Linked DNA regions of Mus musculus: regions 2 and 3 are each linked to region 1. Evidence: chromatin contacts called from public promoter capture Hi-C data. All regions are on one chromosome and are shown on one strand. Each heading gives the region's core, a stretch centred on a gene start, on an enhancer-like site or on the middle of the called end of the contact. The rest is flanking DNA. Distances are from core to core; before and after follow the strand shown.

What was found. Promoter capture Hi-C pulls out the DNA fragments that hold promoters and counts their contacts.
Region 2: a promoter capture Hi-C map of hippocampal neurons shows a contact between it and region 1, with 6 times the contacts expected there. The contact joins the promoter of Cmtr1 here to the promoter of Abcg1 in region 1. A contact is called at or near these places in 3 of 39 promoter capture datasets (hippocampal neurons and liver).
Region 3: a contact with region 1 is called in a promoter capture Hi-C map of liver, with 3 times the contacts expected there. The contact joins the promoter of Fgd2 here to the promoter of Abcg1 in region 1. A contact is called at or near these places in 2 of 39 promoter capture datasets (liver and pre-B cells).

What each region holds. Positions count from the first base shown.
Region 1 is chr17:31,055,842-31,059,056 of GRCm38.p6, forward strand. Abcg1 (ATP binding cassette subfamily G member 1) reads left to right here and starts at 1,853. Exons shown (of 15, transcript NM_009593.2): 1 at 1,853-2,015. The coding sequence starts at 1,974.
Region 2 is chr17:29,659,159-29,662,330 of GRCm38.p6, forward strand. Cmtr1 (cap methyltransferase 1) reads left to right here and starts at 1,437. Exons shown (of 24, transcript NM_028791.6): 1 at 1,437-1,613. All of the region lies in intron 7 of Gm28043 (predicted gene, 28043), which reads left to right.
Region 3 is chr17:29,359,180-29,362,546 of GRCm38.p6, forward strand. Fgd2 (FYVE, RhoGEF and PH domain containing 2) reads left to right here and starts at 1,735. Exons shown (of 16, transcript NM_013710.4): 1 at 1,735-1,978. The coding sequence starts at 1,914.

The sequences.
Region 1 (3,215 bases), core at 603-3,102:
TGGACACATATATGAGTGGGAACCCTTTCAGTGGCCCAAGCCACACCAGTGAGAACCCCACACATGGCTGTCTCTGTCTGAGCCCTGTGCATTCTCAGGAACCCAGAAAGCCCTGCCTCCCATCTGAAGCTCCAGTACACAGGCTGCATGGAGGCTGCTGGGGGCTGGAAGCTCATTGGCCTACTTTTGAATTAAAGGTTCATCAAAGGAATGTGAATCAAAGGGGGCGTGGAAATGGGGGAAGGGGTGGGGATGGGGTTGAGTAGAAGGGGCTTGAGAAAGAGAGAAATGCCAGAAGAAAATTCTGAAAGTAGGGAGAACAGACAGAGGGTAGATATCTGCAAAACCAGGCATGCTGATACCATGGCCTGTGTCCTGGTCACATTATTCAGTGTCTCCCCTTGTCCATTCTTGCTGCTTTACAGCATGGTTGGGCACCAGGGCAGACAGTAGCCCAGGCCCCAGAAACCTTTCTCACTCCCTGGGAGGTTTGTACTCTTTTTTTTTTTAATCTGAATTTTATTTTTATTTTTTTTCTATCCTTTTTTTTTCCATTTTTTATTAGGTATTTAGCTCATTTACATTTCCAATGCTATACCAAAAGTCCCCCATACCCACCCACCCCCACTCCCTTACCCACCCACTCCCCCTTTTTGGCCATGGTGTTCCCCTGTACTGGGGCATATAAAGTTTGCGTGTCCAATGGGCCTCTCTTTCCAGTGATGGCCGACTAGGCCATCTTTTGATACATATGCAGCTAGAGTCAAGAGCTCCGGGGTACTGGTTAGTTCATAATGTTGTTCCACCTATAGGGTTGCAGATCCCTTTAGCTCCTTGGGTACTTTCTCTAGCTCCTCCATTGGGAGCCCTGTGATCCATCCATTAGCTGACTGTGAGCATCCACTTCTGTGTTTGCTAGGCCCCAGCATAGTCTCACAAGGAGGTTTGTACTCATAACCTTCTAGAATGCCCTGGCTTTGTCAGCCTTCTTGATACCAGATAGGGCCATCGGTCCCTCCGGTATTAGAAGCCCACCCTCTTCCCTCCAAACTCAGCCACACCCACTTTTCTTTCTGTGATGCTAGGGAGAAGCTTAGCTGAGGTCAAGGATCTGAGGATGTGACAACCACTTGCCTGCCCCTTTCTAGGAGAGCAGAAAGTACCCCAGCACACCCAAGTGTTGGAGCGGGTGGCTCTACTGTGCTGGGGGTGACAGAGAATCATTTCAACAGAAGACTTAGTTTAGGATCTGAGGTTGGGATTAAAGATTTTCACCACGGTTACCACGCAACGTCCCATTTACAAATCACAGGGGTTTCAGTAGGGTACAAGAACGTGGCTGTGTAAGACACTGGAAACACCCCTGTGGCTTATTTGGGGATGGAGTGGTGCTGATGGAGACCTAGGAGCTATCTGTATGAACGCCCATGCTGCCTCAATTTAGGGTCACCGCACACTAGCGCTAAGGGAAAAGCCCTGGGGCTGTTTTCTACGTTTGTCCCTGGGGCTTCTACCTGGAAGGCATGCATAACAAAGGCAGAACAAAGGAGCCACCTGCCTTCTTCCCTATCCCATTGATCTCAAGCTACCTCGGGAGGTTTCCGAAACAAGGACCCCGTGGTTTGTAGGGCGCCCCCACTGGTTCGTCTAGGGTTGAGCTGGCCCAGCTCCTGCAGGGTCCCTGAAGTGGGCTTCCCAGGCCCAGGCGGTTGGGAGAGGCCTAGCAGACAGCTTCGGGTCCAGAGCATCCTCCAGCCGCTCCGCAACAGGAGCAAAACAAGAGCACGCGCACCTGTCGGCGCCCCGCCCCCTCCGCCCGGCCCAATCGTGGGCAGGGGCGGGGCCGGGGCGCAGTCGGAACCCGCGCAGAGCGCCGCGGAGGAGCAGGAGCAAGCGCAGCCTCGTTCCTGCAACCTCGTCCCCGCCGCCCGCAGACTTGTCTCCACTGCCGCTGCCGCCGCCGCCCCCGGGGCATGGCCTGTCTGATGGCCGCTTTCTCGGTCGGCACCGCCATGGTGAGTCGCACATCCTTCGCACTCCGGGCTGGCTTTTATCTTCTAAGGAAACAGGAAGCTCAAAGCCAGGCTGGCTGGTCCTCACACCAGCCGCCTATGAGCGCATCCTCCGGGCGCTGACCTGGGGTGCTCTGGAGAGGTGCCCGGCGCTGCTCGACTCCGCCCTGGCCACCTGGAGCTTTGAGATGCTCCTGTACTGGCTTAGGGCATCCAGAAGGTGGAGTGGGGCGCGGGTAGCGAGCAACCCCACAAGTGGACAGGTAGATGGCCTTGACTTGTCCGCCTCCTGGGTGAGGGGCTGGAGATGTGGAAGCGCACTGGGGAGGGACTGCAGGCTCAGCCCGAGGGAGGGGAGGGTCAGATCTCTCTGAGGAGCTCTGTGGAGCGGGCAGACGGCGGGGGACTTCTTGCGCCACCCTCTGGAGTCCTGGGCACAGTGGGGGGGGGGGGACACAAAAAGAGAAACTGCGCCCCACGAAACGGAGCCTGCTCTCCTGCGCTCCCCAGAGACAGCTACTCTTGGAGGAGGCAGCGAAGTCCCAGGGGAGACAGAGGAGGACGAGCTCAGATCCCTGCCAGGGTGAGGGTAGGGTGTGGGCATTTACACGCCCCCATCCCCCCAGATACCAGTGTTAGGACAAAACCTGGGTGCTACAGAATTGCTAGACAAGTATTGTTTCTCAGAGGTGGGCAAGCGTCTCCTCTTCCACGGTCACTCAATGCTCCAGGAGAAAGCTAACATACAACAACAAAAACCAGCCCACCATCTGTCTGGTCTCACCCTTGGCCCTACCGGCTCTGTCTAACAAGCGGACATTGCGGTTAATAACCTCTTAAGCTGACTTCAGACTGTGGTGGAGTATAAACAGCAAGCCCTCCGTTTTCCCACCCGAATCGTGCCTTTCTTTCTGTTACTAGCCTGCCTGTTCCTTCCCAATACGCTAGAAGCCCACATCTCACAGTCCCTCCCCTTTATTTCATTTTTAGCATCCTGTATTTGAAGTCAGCAAGGCTCCCCAGGATTTGACCGACAGTTACCTCTTGCCTTGCGCTCTAGAGGAAAAAAAAAAAAAGCACTCGGCTTTGTGCGCATGCTCTGCTCTGACAACCGCATCCTGTGATTCCAAACAGGTTACTGTAGAACTCGTCTCGAGCCCTGCCCGCCGACTCATTATGTAATGATTTTGTGTAAACCGATAG
Region 2 (3,172 bases), core at 187-2,686, 1.4 Mb before region 1:
TGCATGTGGCATACATACATACGTGCATGAAGGACACGCATACACATAAAATAAAAATAAAATCCTTTTTTTTTTTAAAAAAAGCAGCATTATGGGAGAACATATGTTGACATTTGAAGTCTCGGGGTTTAAGAGACAAACGCAGCTGAGAATGTCCAACAAAGTTATATTGGTCTGAAAATGGGAAGAGGAGTTAGAGTTACAGCCCATCTCAGTGCATATGGTCAAATGCCACAGATGCCATTATTTCTTTTAGTCTGAGGCATTGAGAATCAGATCTAGGATCTGGTGTGTACCGGACGAACAGTCTTGACACTGAGCTATGCCTAGTCCAATGTTAAATATGTCCTATGGAACAGGAACAGGTCTTTGACCTTGGCCAGTTTGTGTCTCTGACTGTATTCTTTTTTGTTGTTGTTGTTGTTTGTTTTGTTTTTCGAGACAGGGTTTCTCTGTGTAGCCCTGGCTGTCCTGGAACTCACTTTGTAGACCAGGCTGGCCTCGAACTCAGAAATAGGCCTGCCTCTGCCTCCCGAGTGCTGGGATTAAAGGCGTGTGCCACCACGCCCGGCTCCTCTGACTGTATTCTTAAATCTATATAATGACGATACTGTAGTAAGCTACCAAACTAGTTACGCCATGTTGTGAAACACTTTCTAGGATTTTTTTTTCCCACTTTCCAAGTCAGGGTCTTACAATATATCCCTGGCTGTCCTGGAAGTAGCTATGTAGACTAGGCTGGCTTCGAACTCACAGAGATATGCCTGTCTCTGCTTTCTGAGTGCTGGCATTAAAGGTGTTCGACACTACCACCTAGCTCCTAAGAATACTTTCATTGCTAAAACTATTTTGGGCAAAAATTCGTCTCCGGTCACTTCGACCAGTCATTAAATCTTATGCTAAACTGGTCTCTTGATCAGCCATAAATTTCTATACCATGTGATTGTGATTCTGACCTAAAGGTTAACTGCCTGACCATTTAATTGTTATCACTCTGCTTCTGAAAAGAAAAAAAAAGCAATGTTTGCTTGTTGCACATGTTTGGAGCTGCCTTTCTGTATACATCACAGTTGCAGTCCTTGTCTTTAAAATGTCGAACAAACTGGAGGTCCGAGGGTGCTTCCCGCTCCTCTGCCTGAGACAGCCCCACCGGTGGTAATAAATAATAAAGACTCCACATGATTTATTAAGACATCTTGGGAGTTTTCCTTCTTCAGGTAATCCATAACAAGATGAATAAACTGAGGTGAAGTATTGATTTCCCTTCTTTAGGGCGAGAGTAGACAAGGGTTATTTTCCTAGTGGCTTTTCTCTGCCCCCCCATTCTTTCGCGGTCCCCCTTCCGCGCAGGCGCCTCGGGTCCTGCGCGCTGTGCGACCTGGGCAGTTCCCCAGGGCCAAGCCTGAGCCCAGCGGGGGCGGGGCTGGCGGGCTCGTGACGTTATCAAGCGGCGCCGCCCGCGGGGCGGGTTCCGAGCGCGACCGCGCAGCTAGCCGGCCCTGCGAGGAAAACGAAAGTGAGGGAGGAGGAGGTTGCAGGGCCAGCCTGGGCGGCGACAGTGGCGGCCTGGTCCCTCGTCTCCGCTCGCCGGCTACTCGCCCCATCCCCTCAGCGTGAGTGCAGGCGCGCGGCCCCGGGGGTGCGAGCGGGCGGGCGCACGGGCACAGCATCCTTCCCCTGCGGCGGCCGCTTTGCCCGCTTTCGGGTAGCCTCTCTCTGCTCCTGCCCCCTGTCTTGTCCCCAGCAACCTCTCGGAGCCGAGGTTGCCGCTGCTGCTGGTCGCCGCGCACACAGTATCACACCTGACGTTTCCAAAGGAGAAGCTCCGTCGGGGAGATGGCGTTCCCTTCTTTCCCCTCTGCATACGGGGGTTAGCAGCGCTTAGAAGTGCCTGGTCACAGCGCGTCTGCCATTGTAGGTCACTCGATAGCCCTTTGGCCTTCCCCTGGCCGAGGAAATGAGAGGATTGGCTTGGATTCCCTGCGAGGCCCCAGTCGAAGGTGCTGTGGTGGAGGGGGACGTTCGTATCTGCCGCCTTGCCCTTCTACAAAGCTGTTTCCTGTTCTCTCACTTGCCCCATCGCAGACCACACTGAGTTCCCAGTGGCACCCCCCACCCCCGCTTCACCCACACCCACCGGGACGACTTAAGAGTTAAATGAGACCCATTTTATGTGCTGTGAAGCCTCAGCGATGAGCTTTCCAGTAGGCTCACCTATCTGTGATGTCAAGTAAAAATGTGGCTCCTCGGGCCTGGCTTTCTGTTGGCTCAGTCGCCTGGCTTTCCTGCTTTCCTCTAATAGGCACTGCTACTGTCACTTAGGAAATTGCCACCTGAGATTGGGATGATCGTACATTGGGTCCACAGGTTCATCCTCGGGCTGGAAATACGGAAACCTTTTGCTAGGTTTCAAGGGGAGGGATTGCTATATCCCTTCAAATTCCATTACTTTCTTACCTCGACTGCTGATGCTCATTCTCCCTCCACCCCAGCAAATATTTTGAAATAAGTTGAACTGGCTCTGATTTTCATAGACAATATTGAGTATCAGTTCATAGTCAAAACAACACATGGTCTTAAAACTATATGTCTGACTCAAACGCCAGAGAAGTCTGTTCTTGTATCCCAGCGTCCCTGTTCCCCAAAGATACCAGTGTACCTCCAACTTTTAAGTCTTTTCTCTTTTCTGAGTTCTTTGAATACACTACTTTTCCTGAAGATTTTGTAATTTTTTTTTGACTTTTTGAGACAGGGTTTCTCTGTGTAGCCCTGGCTGTCCTGGAACTCTGTAGACCAGGCTGGCCTCCAACTCAGAAATTCGCCTGCCTCTGCCTCCCAAGTGCTGGAATTAGAGGTGTGCACAACCACGCCCGGCCTGTAATTCTTTTTTTTTTTTTTAAAGATTTTTTTCGACTGTTTTAAATAGGCATGTGGGTACCTGCATAGGCCAGAGGTGTCTGTTTCCCTGGAGCTAGAGTTCTAGGCAGTTGCGAGTTGTCTGGTGTGGGTGCTGGGAATTGAATTTAAGACATACACATGTCTCCAGCTCCTCGTCCTTTTTTTTTTTTTTTTTTTTTTTTTCTTTTTTTAAACTTTATGCTTCTCATAAACCAGCTCCTGGCCATCGAGGGAAGCTTTCTGTTCTTCCATTTTTCCCTGTGCAGCGCTGGGC
Region 3 (3,367 bases), core at 485-2,984, 1.7 Mb before region 1:
ATGGGAGAGCAATGAATGAATGGCTTTCCAGCTTGAATGAGCAGAGCAGAGGCGCTGGTCACGTGTTCTAGAAACCCTGAGTGACCAAGAGGCAGATTTCCCTAGGGTGCTGTGATCAGGGGACCCTGAGGATGGAGTGCATGGAGGTCACCCTCCAGGTTCCCTGGGTCTTTGCTGGAGTCATAGGACACTTACCTGGGCTTCAGAAATGGCAGTTCTTCCCCTGTTCTTCCTGGGTGACCTCAGTCAGGTGTCTTGACTTCCATTGGCCTCCATTTCTGATAAGGGAGCACACTGTGTAACACAGCTATGGGAGTGAAAGAGAGGAGACTTGTTAGCTCTAACCCATAGGGGCTCTCCAACCCGGGCCACTAGAGAAATATCAACATCATTAAGACAAAAGCATCCAAAGAGGTGTTGGGGACCACAGGACCCCTTCCTGCATATCCTCACAGTCTGTGGGGTTTTTTGTTTTGTTTGCCCTATTTTTCTTTTTTTTTTTTTTTCCGGACAGGGTTTCTCTGTGTAGCCCCAGCTGTCTTAAAAGTTACTCTGGAGCTGGGCGTGGTGGCGCTCGCCTTTAATCCCAGCACTTGGGAGGCAGAGACAGGTGGATTTCTGAGTTCGAGGCCAGCCTGGTCTACAAAGTGAGTTCCAGAGCAGTCAGGGCTACAGAGAAACCCTGTCTTGAAAAAAAAAAAAAAAGTTACTCTGTAGACCAAGTGGGCATCAAACTCAGAGATCTGCCTGCCTCTGCCTCCCGAGTGCTGGGACTAAAGGTGTGTGCCACCACCAGTTCAGCTTTAGATGTTTTTTTTAGGGTAGGAGTACAAGAGATACAGTGTGTGTGGGTTGGAGCCCAGAGGCAACCTGAAAGAGTCTGCATTTTGGGTGGAGAATTGGTTCAGAGGTTAAGAGAACTTAGAAAGGACCTAGGTCCCATTCCCACAACACCCTCTTCTGACCATTGTGGGTACCAGGCACGAATGTGGTATAATAGACTCACACAGGCCAAACACTCATACACATAAAAAATAAAAGTAAATAAAAAGAAAGGAAAAGTCTATTTTTTTTCCACCATGTGGGGCTCCAGGGTTAGACTCAAGCTGCCAGGCTTGGCTACAAGTACTCTTACCCCTGAACCATCTCAAAGCCCACCCCATCCGACCCCATTTTTTTTTTTGAGACAGGTCTCACGTAGCCGAATCTGGTCTTATACTCATTACGTTGTCAAGGAAGAACTTGGACTTCTCCTCTCAAGTGGGTGCCATGGGCATGTGCCATGATACCCAGTTCTACAGTGCTGAGGATAAAGCCCTGGGCTTCCCGCATGCCAAGCAAGCATTCTCTATCAGCTGAGCTACATCCCCAACCCTGTGGTCCATTTTAATTTAAAAGCTGTTTTTCCATCAGCAGTGCACAGCGCCAGATGCAAGGAAGATGCTGAGAATGGTACTAAGTAAAACATCCCTGAGCCGTCCCCTTTCCCCCCATGCAGAGAATTGGATATCCAGGAAGCTGCTCATCCCAGGATCCGGCTCCAGAAACGTCCTGTGACCACTGTTGCCACAGCCCGTGCCTTCTCTAACAGGACTGGGTAGAAGTATCTGAGAGGTAAAGGTCAGATGCCAAGAGGGCCGGGCAGTACTTCACAGGCTCCTCCCACAGCAAGGAGAGTTTGACAGGCTCCTCCCACAGTAGGGAGTGCTGGCCTCTCTTCCAAGCTACTGGGACCACTTCCTCTTTTTTCACTCTGAAGATAGGAACTGCCCCAAGGCAGTCAGAAGCGATGGGCAGATTCCAGGCTGTGGTAGACCTGCTTCACCCGCTGGCCAGGGAGTGCTGAGGGCACCAGCCTATTGCCTCCCTCCCTGCTTCTGGGGTAACTGAGGACCACCTTGCAGGCTAGCAGGATGGAGCGAGCCTGTGAGAAGCAGGACTCAGTGTGCAACCTGGTGGCTGTGTTTGAGAACAACAGGTACAGATGGTGGGGGAGGGGTCGAGCCCTTCTATCTGATCTGGTACTTTGGGGCAGCACCTGGGGTCCCTCCATCCTGGGTGCCTGGCAGTACAGGCAACCACTGCTCTTGTGGTAGTAAGCTGGACAGGGTGAGCATGGGAGATCTCCAATCCATGCACACACACATCCCACTCACACCAGGACACAAATGGGAACAGGAAGGCGGGACACAGATGGAATGTGGCTGACTGGGACAAAGCAGAGCCATGCTCACCAGGCCTCTCTCCTAAGTTCCTTTCTATACCTCAGGGCTTACTCTGATGGCCCTAGGGTGTGACTTGTTTGGTTCCCATCATAGGGAGAACAGAAGAGGGGACACAGGAACTAGCTTCTTTGAATTTTGGGGCTGTGCTGGCACTTGTGTCTGAAGGGAAAAGACAAAGCCAGGAGTGGGAGGGGTCCTGAGTGGCCTTGGAGGGGCGTGAGTGTGAGACATGAAACCGCTTTGCAGGCCTGTGGTTTGGGAGTGCCTTTGGTCCTCTGGAAGCAGATAGAGGTTGGCCTCAGGAGGCTTAGGGGGAAGCTGTGGGGACCTGAGAGACGAGGGGAGGAGGGGCAGGTGGAGGGAGGGGCTGAGCCCTGGATTGTTGTAGAGGGTTCCAGAACCCGGGTACACCACAGTGAGTCCCCATGCCTTCAGCAGCTAGATGCTGGGTAAAGCAGCACTCTTACATGAAGATAAGGAGTCTGCCACCAGAGTCCCCAGCCCTCGGGAGCCACAAGAACAAAGCTTAGTGCCTAGAGTTCTGTGGAGGATGCAGGGGTAGATTTCTACTTGTGATACAAAGTTCCGTCCTTCTGAGACACCAGGCCACAGGCTTTAGATGCCCTGGGAAGGCCTCCACGCTGTGTTGTGGGCCTGCAGGCCATGCACAGGAGGTGCCTGGGGCCTCCACGTGGAAGCCCACATTCACCCCTGCAGAAGTTTCACTTCCTGGGTGAGCAGCCTGACTCTGCCTCTCCAGGAGCTTGGCTGAGTGCATCCTATTCAGCACCTGGGACAGCTCATTCCCACCGCCCTCTTGGCCCACCACACTCATGCTGGAGGGGGCGTAGGCTCATGTAGATGCCAGCCCTTGGGCTACTGAGTGGTGTCTGGCTGCACCTTGCAGGTAGAGTAGCCATACAGAGGAGTGGGTCACTAGAAGCGTGGTCAGGAGTGTGAGAGTCAGGCTCTGAGCAAGGGGACCATGCAGGCGTCTCTCTGTGGAGCCCTTGGTGCCTAGCTGATCTGAAACTGAGGGCTAGAGAGGAAACAGGCACAGGCCTGAGTGCTTAGAAATGCAGAAGCTGAAACCAAATGTACAGGAGAAAAACCTGAGACTCAGCACCCTCTCACCCAACCCC